Regions from separate parts of the Mus musculus genome. Here regions 2 and 3 are each linked to region 1. The links are chromatin contacts, called in public ChIA-PET and promoter capture Hi-C maps. All regions are on one chromosome and are shown on one strand. Each heading gives the region's core, a stretch centred on a gene start, on an enhancer-like site or on the middle of the called end of the contact. The rest is flanking DNA. Distances are from core to core; before and after follow the strand shown. Region 1 holds the start of P2ry12 (purinergic receptor P2Y, G-protein coupled 12). Region 2 overlaps Med12l (mediator complex subunit 12-like). Region 3 overlaps Med12l (mediator complex subunit 12-like).

Region 1 (4,073 bases), core at 72-2,571:
ACATTTCTCCTCAAAACGGCCAAGGTACCCCGCCCCCCATGTGAGCATATCTGTTTTTGTCTGTCTTCCTCTTTAAGTGTGACTTCTTCTGACACTACCAGTAATGTCACCACCCACTGCTGTCTGCCATGTGATGAAATCGTTCTCCTGAGTAGAACTCACATCTAAATGGCTCCTGGATGCCTTCTGAAAGAAGCCCAAGTCACCCTTATTGTGACTTCTGGTTTTCCCCTCCCATGGCCACACTGCTATGGCATTTGAGTTAACTCTGAATTCTGGTGGCATGGTTTTTCCTCTTAACAGTCACCTTTCTTGCCTTTCCTTAAACTTTCCCCACCTGTCCTATACTTTTCTGTATACTTAGTCCGTCAGGATGGTCTGTGTGTCCACTATTGTAGGACCCCTGTTCTGACTACCTCTGCCTGTGTGACTTAAACCGTTCCCCGTTGGTGCCATCATGACCTGACCTGCACGTCCCGTTGCATGTAAAAGTGCATCTACTTCCCCCTAAGGGCAGGGATTCCCTCCACCATCTCCATTGCTGCAGTGCCAATGGCTACTCAGGCTGGCCTTTCTGTTATTTTAAAGAACCTTCCAAAGCGTTGTATAGAAAGCAAATGCCCATCTAATACTGCTTCTTAGAGACTACGTAGTGTTGTAACACAAGTTTTACTAAATACTGCTTACTCAGCAAATGAAAATTCTTATCAGCACACATTTTCTTATATAAACATAGCTTGTTTCCTATCCTGATGTAAAATAATAATTTTATTTTACTTTTATTTCTTATGCTAAGCTGTTACTTAAGTTTTTGGTAGATTCTAGAAATGCCCTGAAGTCCAGATAAGCATTTTAATTGGGAGATCTTTGAAGATAATGGCTTTTTTCTTTTTCTTTTTGCAATGCCAATAGCTATTGTGCTTTGATGACAAAAATTATACCACTGAAAATTAAGAAAAGTCACTTGGCTTCTATAACTAGATATATTTATATATGTGGGAAAAAACATTTACTCTTGCCTGTTTTTTATCAATAGAGTCAAATCCAGCAATTTTGTTTCCCTTTGTATCGATCAAAGAACCCATGGGTTCACACGTGATGACATCGCAGGTCTGCTTTGGCAAAGGCAGCAACTGTCGAACTTTGTCAATGCTTTCTGACCTCTTGTCTCCTAGTTCTTTCTAGAAGAAAGAGGGGGGAAAAATGTAAAAGCAAGAGAGAAGTGAGGCAAAAATTCTGACTTTACAATGAAGCAAAAGCTAACAAGAAGGAAGTTCCCCAGTGACACATTTCCTTTTTTTTAGGGCTAGTATGTCTTTAGTCCTTAGCGCAGTCTATGGAACAGCTGCAAATTGGACTGGTGAAATGTTTCATTTCTTCTATTCAAGTAGAAAATCAGGGTGCACACAAAGGCAGTCTTGTTCTCCATGACAAATCAGAGTGCTGAAATGACAAAACGCCAGTGTCATTTGCTGTCACACAGCAGGAGCTGCCGCACGGACACTTTCCCGTATCCAGGGTCACAGTGCAAGGTAACCATCAGCTTTTTTACTGTAACGTCTTCAGATTATGTATTTGCAATGTCTATTTGCCGTTCATGTCCAGGACTGTTAGTGGATTTACAAATTCAATGCAGAGCTCATTTTTTTTTTTCCCACTTGCATGTGTAAATCCAAGCATGGGTTCAAAGGAAATCTGACACTGGAGTTTTGGTTAGATATCTGATAATGCATTTTTAAAATCCTTAAAAATTAAAACACATTTTATTTGAGCACACCTTTTCAGAGAAAAAAATCGTTCAAATATCATGCTTGTAATTTTGAAGGACTGACAGAGTAGGTAAGATAACAAATAACCACAATCTGCTGAATCAGCTACACATGTAGATTAATGAGGAGGAAATTAAGACAATAATCCATAAACAACATGATTTCAGAGTAGAGGCTGATCACAAGCTTACTTTCAGTTTCTTTACTAAGTTCATGTATGCACGTTTGTTCTCTTCTGATCCCCCGGGGGAAGCACTTGATAGGTCAGAAGCCAGGGTTCCATTGATTAAAACACCCAGCATGTCAAGAACCGTTGTGAATAATTCACTGAGAAGAAAGAAAACCCCATTTTATTCTCACAAACAAAACCCGGACACACAGAATTGCCTAAGCATTTCTACTGAAAGTGCTAAGTTTTTAATGACAGCTAAATCAGTAAGTGGCAGAATTTCCTGTCAGTAGACAAAAGCTTGTACCATGCATGCATGCAGGGGAAAAAAAAAGGTATAAAATGATAAAAAACAAAATAAAACAAAACAAAAACCCAACATACTTGTTAGTGTGCATGTCAACAGTTCCCGAAGTAATTATCTGGAGGAGTAGGAGGGCCCAGTCGGTGGTCCCCTGCGTGCTCCGCTGTACCGTGTCAAACATTCCTCCTACCTAGCATACAAAATATGATAAAGATTTTGTATTGCTACCCCTATTACCATATGTGCCCAAATGTTGATTTGTTAAACCAGAAGTGATGTTAAGAACTGGTTCTTGCTAGCCACACTATGGATTATCCTACAACTGTCTCTTCTAGCTATGTGGTTATCACTGTTTATGGTTCTTTCCACAGAGGCTAGGCATTCAAAACTTAACAGAAAGTGTAACACTTGAATGTGGGCAGTCACAAAATTACCTTTCTCTTCTCATCAGTCTCTCATGGTACTTAGTTTTAGACATAACTGCAGTTAAACCTGAATAGCATCAAAACTCTGTCTCATCACCTGCAATTGTGTGATATTCGATTATTATTGCATCTGAGCCTGCCACTATAATATCCCTGGAGATGCCCTTTAACGTGGAAGGAATGAGGAGGAGAAGGTATTGCCACAGGTCTGCCAGCTCCTGGGAGGAGGTCAGAGTGCTGAAGGTGAGGTGAACAACTGCCCAGGGAGGTCAGATTGCCAAAAGCCAGAAAAGCAATTGCCCAGGGCACGTTCAGGATTTGTCAAGAGGAAATTTAAGGGAATACAAAACATGCTGAAACTTTCAGATTTCTGTAAAATATTCTTGTGAGATTTGTCTTTTTTTTTTCTGATCAATTTAACAGAATGTCTCTGAGAAAAATTGAGAGTTGACAGATTTCTGTGGTTGTAAAATAGAACACAGTGAAAGCCAACACTCCTATTAAAGGTTTGTCGGACCTCCCCTTAGCACTGCACAGGAGGAGGAGGAGAGATCTGCCAGATGGAGCCTCTACTCCCTGGTGGAAAACACAAATAGGTGCTTACAACTCTACTGTCTAGAATTCAACCCAGACAGGAAGGACGGCAGCTAAGGAAACAGAAGGTTTAAGAGAAAAGGAAGTAGGTACAGAGTGAGAAAGAGGAAGGCTTCCCTCTGTCATGCAGATTCTGTCCACAGATGTTGAAAGCTGGTATTACTTTCACACAGAGAGAGGTGTGACAGAAATGGGTCTGCCACATCCTTACCAGATTCAGGCGGAGCTGTAGGGCCTCATGCATCATCTGGCGGGCTTTCGTATCATCTTGGTATCTTTCTTCCCTCCAGTTACTTAAAATCTAAGATTGGGAAAAAACAAAGAGTAACAACAGAAATCCCTTTGTTCTTTGCTATGACGACTTTTACAGGTTTAAAATGAAGCTCTACAGTAACAGCTAACACTTCTTAGCTTAAACATTAACAAAGTTATTTTTTTTTTTTACTCTTCCTCTTCTTCCAGACAGACAAAATCCCAGTTATTTTATAATTTCCTGGGTAGCTGGGAGAAGAAAGTCTTACACACACACACACACACACACACACACACACACACGGAAAAAGGCCACACAGAAATGCCTATGGCAAGGACAAAGGGAGGCAAGGTGAACTGAGACTCGCAGAAAGGCAGAGCAGGTCTGCTTAACATCTGACATGGATCCTTCCAGGCAACAAAAGAAGGAAGTGCTCAGGCACCTAAACCAGGACACTGGCCCAGCCCAGAGCGGCTTGAAGGAAAGGATAAACCCACTGGAAGAGACAGCAAATGCCCAATCAGGAGTGGCTCTATCAGTTCAGCCCTGGCATTTGTAG
Region 2 (4,391 bases), core at 678-3,177, 33 kb before region 1:
AAATGCATCTGCACTACCGGAAGGGATGGCATCGCCCTCACCTCCCTACCCCATACCTGGAGGAGTCTCTGCTGCTGTCGAACTTGCTGCTGTCTGGGCCTCATTGGGTCCTGAGGCAGGGGCACCGAGGGGAGGTTGGGATGTGCGGGAGTCAGCACAGCGTCAATTCCCCCGCCCACCAGAGGGCTCTGCTGTAGAGCCTGGTGGTTCAGTCTGGCAAAGAATAATGCAACTTGTGTTCAGGAACCAGGCGTACCACGAAAGTCAGTCAGCGCCTCCAGCATTTTACACACATCCACCAAGAAACAATCCGTGTTCAATAATCATGTGTACAATTAAAACGGGAAAAGGCCAGAGGGTCAGATAACAAATGTGACCCAACGAGAAAAAAAGATGGTAAACATACTACTTTGAGCCAAGTAGCAATCATATAGAAATTACTTTAAAAAAAAAAATCAAATTCGCTGTTAGCAGTAAGTGAAAATAATTTAATATTTACTTCTGGAAGACTGGGAGTAGAATGGCTGAACAGTCGTATTTCATTACTTCTCGAGTATCACTGTGAGTTAGCAGTTTTATTCTCTAACTTTAAAAATGAAGCAGTGGACATAGAGAAATAACTAAGGTCATCCAGAAAAAAAAAATGACACAGGTGGGATTTGAACCCAGATTTTTTTTTTTTAGCACTTAAGCTCAAGTTACTGAGCTCTGCTCTGCTACTACTTATAAAACATGGTGAGCAAAATGCATGTTTTACAAATTATTTCCCACAAATCCCACCGACCTCCCTAACTTTCAGAGAGTTATTATCCTCAGCAGACATGTAGCTGGTCATTGATGGTAACGCATGGGAGCTAAGCTGCTATCCACTGTACAATGTAGTCTATATGATTACAAACCTAATTCTTCTGGACTATATTATCTAATGAGATTGTATATTTTGATAAGCAATAATGATTCCTATCTGTGCCATCCAATGAAATGGCCTCTAGCCACTAGGACTAGTTAGTTATCAGGGTTTAGAAATAAACAAAACTGCAAGGCTCCTTGGTCAAAGCTACAGAATTTCACAAGATAGCTGAGCATCCTGCCAGGTCTTCACGTCACTGCATATGTCACATGAACCTCAAATCTAGCCATGCTGGCCAGAGCTGGCTAAAGTGCACTTAAAAGGTGACTAATGTGTCTGCAGAAATAAATGTTAAATCAGATTTAATTCATTTAAATTTAGCCATGTATGGATAGCGACTACGACAATAAGCAGTACTGACACACCCTAGGAGGAAGGGGTGTGATTAAAACAAGAACCAGAAGAGTCGGCCATGAGTCATCTCTGAGGTGGGAAAAATAAAAACTAAGTCATAACAAAACTTTGCAAAGCACCATGTACAATTAGCTCTACAACAGAAACTGGCTTGATCAACAAATCCTAGTAAGGCGCTGCTAACCATGATCGATAGTTTTCTCAGATACTTTTAATAAAAAAAAAAAATCCTTTTGGGGAGGAAAAAAGCAGAAAAGAAAACACATGGGTAACATCTGAAAAACTTTACATAGCACACATGGAAGAAGTGAGTCAAAACCACAGCATTCTTCAATGAAAGAATTTGGAACCTCTACTGCACGCTGGTTAAAAAAAAAATGAGATGTCAGGACTCAAGTAGAGGAGCTCAAAAACCATTACGGTATCAAACGCTTGGAAGGAGCGAGCTTAACAATCCCAAGGCCGAGAGGGTTTTACTATCGCAATTACTTCAACAGGTATCACCTCTGAGAGCCAGCTACGGGCTGCAGGTACGGGGAGGCCTGCTGCTGCACGTAGCCACTTGGCTGCTGCTGAAGCTGCCGGAGTCTTTCCATCAGCGCTGGGCTGGAATGTGCAGCCGGATAGGCCCTGGAGTTGTAGCTGGGGGAAAGGACCACGCCACCAGGCTGCTGCTGAGCTGCCTGTTGCAAAGGCATCTGTGTTCCATACATTGTGTAGCCCTGGGGCATGGTCTGCAGGAAGGCACAAAGGAAAATGTCAGTGCTCCAGTTAGCACCCATATTCCCATCACTAAGAAACACGGGGCAAAAATAAGCCCAGGAGGTCCAACCTGAAACTCACTGCTCTCACAAGGCTGGGATGACTCAACATATGAGGATGGCTACTCTTGCAGGCGAGAAGTCTAACCAGACACTTAGAGAATAGACTGGCTGGATAATGAATCCACAGAAGTCTCTAGTTCAAAATAATTGGATATTCATTTGCTTTCTAAGTTGAGCTGTCTATTTCATGGGCTAGGAAGGGCAGCATTCTGCATAGAAATAATCAGCGAAGTATCCACACACTCCATGCCTAGATTCAACAAAATCGAAACAATATCAGAATCATCTCCAAAGTGGGACAAGCAAGGGAGGGGCCGTGCCCAGTGAACATCAACTGACGGGGTATACTTTCCCATTCGTACAAGAACCTATTTCTCTAAACCTTGATGCCTTATGTAAAAGACAAACATGGAGTTTTCTGGATCACAAGATAACAATTCTCTGAACAAAATGCTGCCTGTTCTCTGGATCCCCAAAACACCACATATTAAAGCAGTGTAAGAACTCTGACTCTGGAGACAAGAGTGATACACACTAAATGGCAGAAGTGGCCTACAGGAACCCAGACTCGGGACTTACGTAAGACAAACAGGGCACTCCTTTCGGCCATATACATGGAATGAATAGCCAGCCCCAACACAAATCTTATCAAAGTATCGGGTCTTTTTATATAAAAGAAAGAAGTAAGGGTGTAAGGATGCAGAAATAATAAAACTACTAAACAGTTTGGACAAAGGGGGAATAAAGGGCTATTTATTTTATTTTATTTCAAACAGGGTATCTCTATGTAGCCTTGGATATCCTGGAACTCGTTCTGTAGACCAGGCTGGTCTTGAACTCATAGAGATCCACCTGCCTCTGCCTCCCAAGTGCTGGCATTAATTCTATGCAACACTAGTGCCTGACAAAGATCTACATTTTTTAAAGATAAGCACACCCTTTGTTGAGCATTTACTGTGTATGTGACAGTACGCTAATTCCATAGGTTGCCTTGAATCCCACATCTTTCCTCTTGATCTTACAGAAAAGGAAGCTAGACCTCAGAATACCATGCATGTCACACAGCTACAGAGTCAACAACACCTGTACTGCAACCTGACTCAAAGGCCTATTGTCCTGTTCTTCTACCATGATCCCTCATGGAAGTTATCCTTGAATATGAAAATTTCTATAACAAATTATATCATTAAACACTGTATCATAAATAACTGAGATTACTAAACAATTTAATAAATTGATTGATTGATTGATTGATTGATTGATTGATTTTGAGATGCAGTCTCAACTATCTAACCTTAGATGGCCTTAATGCTCCTGCCTCTGCCTCTTGGGTGGATGTTACAGGTGCTCGCCACCACCTTAGATCAAGTGCTTCAACACATTATCAGCGGCAGAGGAGAAGCCTGAATTAATTTCCATTTCTAATCTAAGAGTTTCCTGATCAATCCTGGGACTGACTCAACAACTACTGTTCTGAAATCATGGGAGCAGAAATAACTAAGTTCTCTATCTAGTTGAGAAGCAGTTTCCTTGATCTCCTACTCCAAAGAAATAGCATTAAACATCAAGGAATCCTTTGCTTCAAAGCAGTGTGGGTACCTGTGCTTGTTGCAGCCCTGGATACTGAGGGAGCTGAGGGGAGGGCCGTGCTTGTGCAGTAAAGAGAGCAGCCTGGTCCCCTGGCTGGCCCTGGAAAACAAAATCAGGACAGACTCTGTAACTGAAAGTGCTTGAGTTGAGCTTCTGAATACAGAACTTACAGGTTTCAGACTGTTTGGTGAGCACAGCTTCATGTCATCACCAGTAACACACATAAATTTACGCCTAACCCCTCTCAGCAAAGAGTTTCTTAAGTGACTCTCTAGGAGGGCACACATGCTTCTCTGGGTACTGAGGAGTCCCTTAATTGTGGCTCTCCAGTCACAGGCACTACCCAGCATCTGTGCATAAGGAGAAAAAGACACATGGCATATTCTCACCACATGCAAAATTTCCATGGCTTCTTAATGAAGCTTTATCATAGTGATCTGAAAACCATGCATACTGTTTTCTGAGGAAATTTTAATACCTTCTAAGACTCTATAATGAGGTGTATTCAATAAAATTTCTAATAGCAAATATAGTTCTAAACAACTACATGTAGAGTAGACCCAGTTAATATCTTTTTACTAGCCTCAATTTAATACACTTTGGCCTTCAGAACATAAATCAAAATGATAGCAATACATAAGCTTCATGTACTACTTACATGGTTATTTTATGAAAGCCTGGAGTGATAATCACAGAGGGGGAAAGCCGAGGAT
Region 3 (3,949 bases), core at 727-3,226, 50 kb before region 1:
CTTCATGTCTTCTCTTTCCGATTCAAAAGTGTGAAGGGTGTGCACAGGGAGTCACTCCTTGCTGTGGCTGGTTACCTAAGGGGAAAGCAAACACAACAGTTACAGATGTGAACTGGTGCTGCAGATAACACCTTCTCTCTGGCGGGCCTCTCAGTAACAGCCCCAGGTATGGGAGGACAGAGCAACAGGCTAGACCCTGGGGCCAATAACCATGTAATGTGACCAAATGTATTCTGTAGAGGGGCCAAGTCTACAGGAGAGACCCACAGCTGCCCACACAATGCCTCGGGATTAGATAGATTGACTCACAGTGTCCAAGAGCTGTATTCCAGCTCTTGACACTCTGGGGACAGCAGAGCAAGCTGACATGCTCTTCAGATAAGTCTGCAATACAGGACTCCTCAGTGCTGATTTATAAACACTATAAGGCCAAGCCTTCAGGTTATATTCTCTGCAAGAATTTTAACTCAAAAATATCGTCGTATTTCATTGTTTTAATCACAGATTATTTAATAGAGTATACCTACTTAAAAAAAACAGCTAGGAAAAAAATTGATCTTACTTCACGTAACCAAAATTAACTGAGGCTACATGAAAACATACACACATATTTCAGGTTTGGAAATTAAAGAAAAATCTCATGTATGTATTCATGGAACATGGTGATGTGTTACATAAAGACACAGACAAGTGTACATTATATGTTAAAGACCAAAAACAAAAACAAAATAAAATAAAGAAAAATTAAGATATGACTGGCAGAGACACCAAGGAGTGTGGAGGGAGGTGGGGGGCAATTCTCTCTGTCAAGATTCCCACATGCAAAGCAGTCATGCAAAAAGCTACCCCTCAGCCACAAATGGATGCCACATCACTGTTTCAACATGCAGCAGACTCCACCCTGTAACTCAGAAACACTGAATCTGAAAGCCACGGGAAAACGTGTCTCCTATACTTTCATAGGTGGGAAAACGTGACCTAGCCAATAATGGCCACCTTGGCAAAGAAATCAGGTCTTGTGACTCCAGGCCACTATGTTTCACCACACAAGGGACTCACTCCATCTCTAAAACGATTCTATCCTGAGATACTGGTATAGGGGTGATCTAAGTCAAGGTCATGGGATGAGTTTCTCCTTAAACATTTCTAGCTCTATAAAAACAAGACCCGGGCATGGAGTTGAGGTTAAGCAGTAGAACACATGTCTGGAACACAGGAAGCCTTGGGTTCTATCCTCAGCACCATAAAATAAAACCAACAAAAGGGGGTTGGGTGTGCTTTGGGAAAGTCACATAAAACAACAGGAAAATACTGAATTTAAGGGGAAAAATGTGGCTTTTCCAGGGGAAGAAAAAGGTAAGTCCAAAACTAATCAAACTAAGACAAAGTGAAATACCTCAGACCAAGCCAAACATGAAAAAAAAATGTATGTATGTATGCATGCATGTATGCATATATTATGCATATATGTATGTGTGCACATATGTGTGCATGCATGGATATATGTGTGTGTATGCATGCATGTATGAATAAATGAATGTATGCATCTGTATATGTATGTATGTATATGTGTATGTATGTATGCATGTATGTATGTAACAAAAGTAGTCAAATAAAAGAGGAGGAGTGGACAGTGGAGGTCTAGGAGGGGTTTAATGGAGAGTAGCTGAGAGAGGAGACAGAAGAAAGCGAGGAAGGAAAGTGATGGAGCTCTATTTCAATGAAAAAGTCTTTAAAAATGTTTCAGAGGACACAGTGTGATTTCTGAAGAGCCTACTATGCCGGGCTTGTCGCTGACTCCCAGACTCCCCTGGCTCAGTGTGAGATAGGTACTTACTAGAAAGCTGCTTTTGGAGCTGTCGCACCAGGGCGGCTGTCTGTTGCTGTTGCTGGGTCTGCTGCAAGCCTTGCCTGGGGAACTGTAATTGCAACAAGGGGAAGGATGAGTCAGCCACTCGTGCTCCACAAGGCACAGGCTGTACCTCGGGGCTGGCTAAGGCACGTTCACATGCTCAGTTTGGATACGTCTGGTTTTGCCTACGGTACAGCTGGCCAAACAGTGCTTCCCGCAGGTACTTGCTTGGCATTTATCTTTAGAGTTTCCATGAAGAAGTGCTCACTACAGAGGTAGCCCACTCATCCAAGGACCTCTCTGACAAGATGAAAGCTCTCTGCTGTGGAGATCTGTCCAATGCCAACAGACCCCATGGGCAGGGCAGAGCAGAGCCTGTGAGATAGAGCATGGGTTTGTGGAACATCTGACCTCCACCTGACAGCCATGGCAGGGTGAGCTGGGCCATACACAAGAACACTCACATTTTAAGGAGTTTTCTCCTAGCCCTGTCTGAGGGGACCTGGAAGTACCACACAAGGAACTGCAGCTGATGTTTGAGGAGCATGGGGAGACTGACTGATCAGTGTCTGCTAGAAGCAAAGCTGTTTTTGATTAGAATCACCAATGATACTAGGACACTTCCTAACTGCAGGTGTCGGACTGCCTCTCTTTCTTTCCTTTCTCTACTCCTCAGCTGTCTTCTTGCGACTTAGAAACAACTGGGATGCTCTGATACGAGCATCTCTTAGTCATACACAAAGAACTGGTTGTTTCCTGTTAACCTCAGTCTGTGCCATCTGCCTGTATGGAACACAATAACCAGGCTGTCACAGCACCCTAGAGAGCATCTCCAGAGATAGAAAGTGAGAGCTGACCTAGGCCAGGGAGGAGCATGGTAAGGAGTTTTCTTTATTTTTGCCAGCTTCTTCCACAGTGGCTCTCTGCCAGCCTAGTGCATCCAAGGCAGCCGTGCCTGAGCTCTTCCCTCAGGTAACTGGGCTCTCTCCACCTCCCCTCTTCTCACCACACTAGGCTGAGAGGTCTGTGCTGTGCCTGTAACACATCTGCATTGCTTGTCCTTAATCTGCTTCACATCCCTAACGAGTTTTTAATAAGACCATTCTCAATGTGAATGCAACATGATTCCCTCTTCCTTGGAGGTCCTCAGTATGACTAAAAGCTGCCCAGGACTGTTAAGTCATATAGGAAATTCAAATACAGAATGCATAGCTAAATGTGAATTTCAGACAAGTAACAAGGAATTTTTTATTTTACTAATATTTAATATTTCACGTGACAAATACTGAATTTAGTCCAAGTAACCCAACAGAAAATTTGACGTAACACTTTTGCTAACTGCTTGCCTGAAATTCAGATTTAGCAGAAAACTCTAACTTTAGACAGCATTGCCAAGATGACTCTTCCATGTGTAATGGCACACAAAGATGATAAGCCATTGCCAGCACCAACCCTCTCCACATACAGGTCTGGGAAAACAGAACAACAATCATTCCTCTGTGTGGAAAATTCAGGAAGGCACGTGTTTTCTTTTTAATTCAACCATTTCAATGCTTAGAATCCTATTTAACAAGTCTTGCTATGTGCCATGAACTATTGTGGGCATTATAGGTATACACTCTGGCGCTTGATTCTGACGAACAATGATGTTAACAAAGCTTTTGGTACAGGTGCTTTCATGTTTAGTGTGTGTCAACATGGAAGTTAGTATGTTAGCTCTCATCACGTCATGTAGGGCTGAACCCTTCTCCACACACACTGCATTTCTGCAAACATTCATCCACACAGCCCCCTTCCAGAGAATGCATAGAGAGAGAGAGCTGGATGTCCCTTCTCCTCAGCTTTGGATGTTTAATCTTGAATTTTCAGAGATATTTGAATTTAGACTATGAATAATAAAGACCTATGACCCTTTACTACCAATATTCTCATGATACAGGTGGGAGCTGTGTCATTTGGCTACTGAATCCTAAGGGCACTCTTAGAACTATCGATCTCAATTTCTCATAACAGAGCACGAATTCCCCGAGAAAGACCAGTATAAAACTTTTGTCTGTGGCTGCTGGTCAAAAGTCACAGCAGTTCTTAACTAATGCT

What was found. Promoter capture Hi-C pulls out the DNA fragments that hold promoters and counts their contacts. ChIA-PET counts read pairs in DNA pulled down with a chosen protein or histone mark.
Region 2: a contact with region 1 is called in an RNA polymerase II ChIA-PET map of effector CD8 T cells, with 240 read pairs. The contact joins the enhancer-like site here to the promoter of P2ry12 in region 1. A contact is called at or near these places in 6 of 39 promoter capture datasets (the HPC-7 cell line, embryonic stem cells, epiblast stem cells and 2 more), 1 of 15 datasets of contacts at CTCF or cohesin (CD8 T cells), 10 of 484 Hi-C or Micro-C datasets (the Ba/F3 cell line, CD8 central memory T cells, the HPC-7 cell line and 6 more), 3 of 115 datasets of contacts at active chromatin or transcription factors (CD8 T cells, effector CD8 T cells and memory CD8 T cells) and 1 of 9 other capture datasets (adipose tissue).
Region 3: a promoter capture Hi-C map of macrophages shows a contact between it and region 1, with 9 read pairs. The contact joins the enhancer-like site here to the promoter of P2ry12 in region 1. A contact is called at or near these places in 9 of 39 promoter capture datasets (the C10 cell line, the HPC-7 cell line, HPC-7-derived erythroid cells and 6 more), 1 of 15 datasets of contacts at CTCF or cohesin (CD8 T cells), 6 of 484 Hi-C or Micro-C datasets (the 63-12 cell line, the C10 cell line, CD8 central memory T cells and 3 more), 4 of 115 datasets of contacts at active chromatin or transcription factors (CD8 T cells, T-cell acute lymphoblastic leukemia, bone marrow-derived macrophages and 1 more) and 3 of 9 other capture datasets (adipose tissue, embryonic stem cells and liver).

The regions. Positions count from the first base shown.
Region 1 is chr3:59,260,233-59,264,305 of GRCm38.p6, reverse strand. It overlaps P2ry12 (purinergic receptor P2Y, G-protein coupled 12), which reads left to right and starts at 1,321. Exons shown (of 5, transcript NM_001357008.1): 1 at 1,321-1,532. Med12l (mediator complex subunit 12-like) reads right to left here. Exons shown (of 44, transcript NM_177855.3): 32 at 3,473-3,562; 33 at 2,323-2,432; 34 at 1,961-2,096; 35 at 1,020-1,181.
Region 2 is chr3:59,293,612-59,298,002 of GRCm38.p6, reverse strand. It overlaps Med12l (mediator complex subunit 12-like), which reads right to left. Exons shown (of 44, transcript NM_177855.3): 39 at 3,688-3,777; 40 at 1,769-1,998; 41 at 57-213. Among named protein-coding and RNA genes, the nearest start is that of P2ry12, 33 kb to the right of the region's middle. Within about 2 kb of position 1,927, at least 70 of the 459 cell types and tissues checked have an H3K27ac peak or open chromatin away from gene starts, as enhancers often do. A contact at or near this core is called in CD8 T cells, effector CD8 T cells and memory CD8 T cells, where this site is marked.
Region 3 is chr3:59,310,823-59,314,771 of GRCm38.p6, reverse strand. It overlaps Med12l (mediator complex subunit 12-like), which reads right to left. Exons shown (of 44, transcript NM_177855.3): 43 at 1,838-1,919; 44 at 1-75. The coding sequence ends at 23. Among named protein-coding and RNA genes, the nearest start is that of Igsf10, 31 kb to the left of the region's middle. Within about 2 kb of position 1,976, at least 83 of the 459 cell types and tissues checked have an H3K27ac peak or open chromatin away from gene starts, as enhancers often do. A contact at or near this core is called in CD8 T cells, bone marrow-derived macrophages, hippocampal neurons and 2 more, where this site is marked.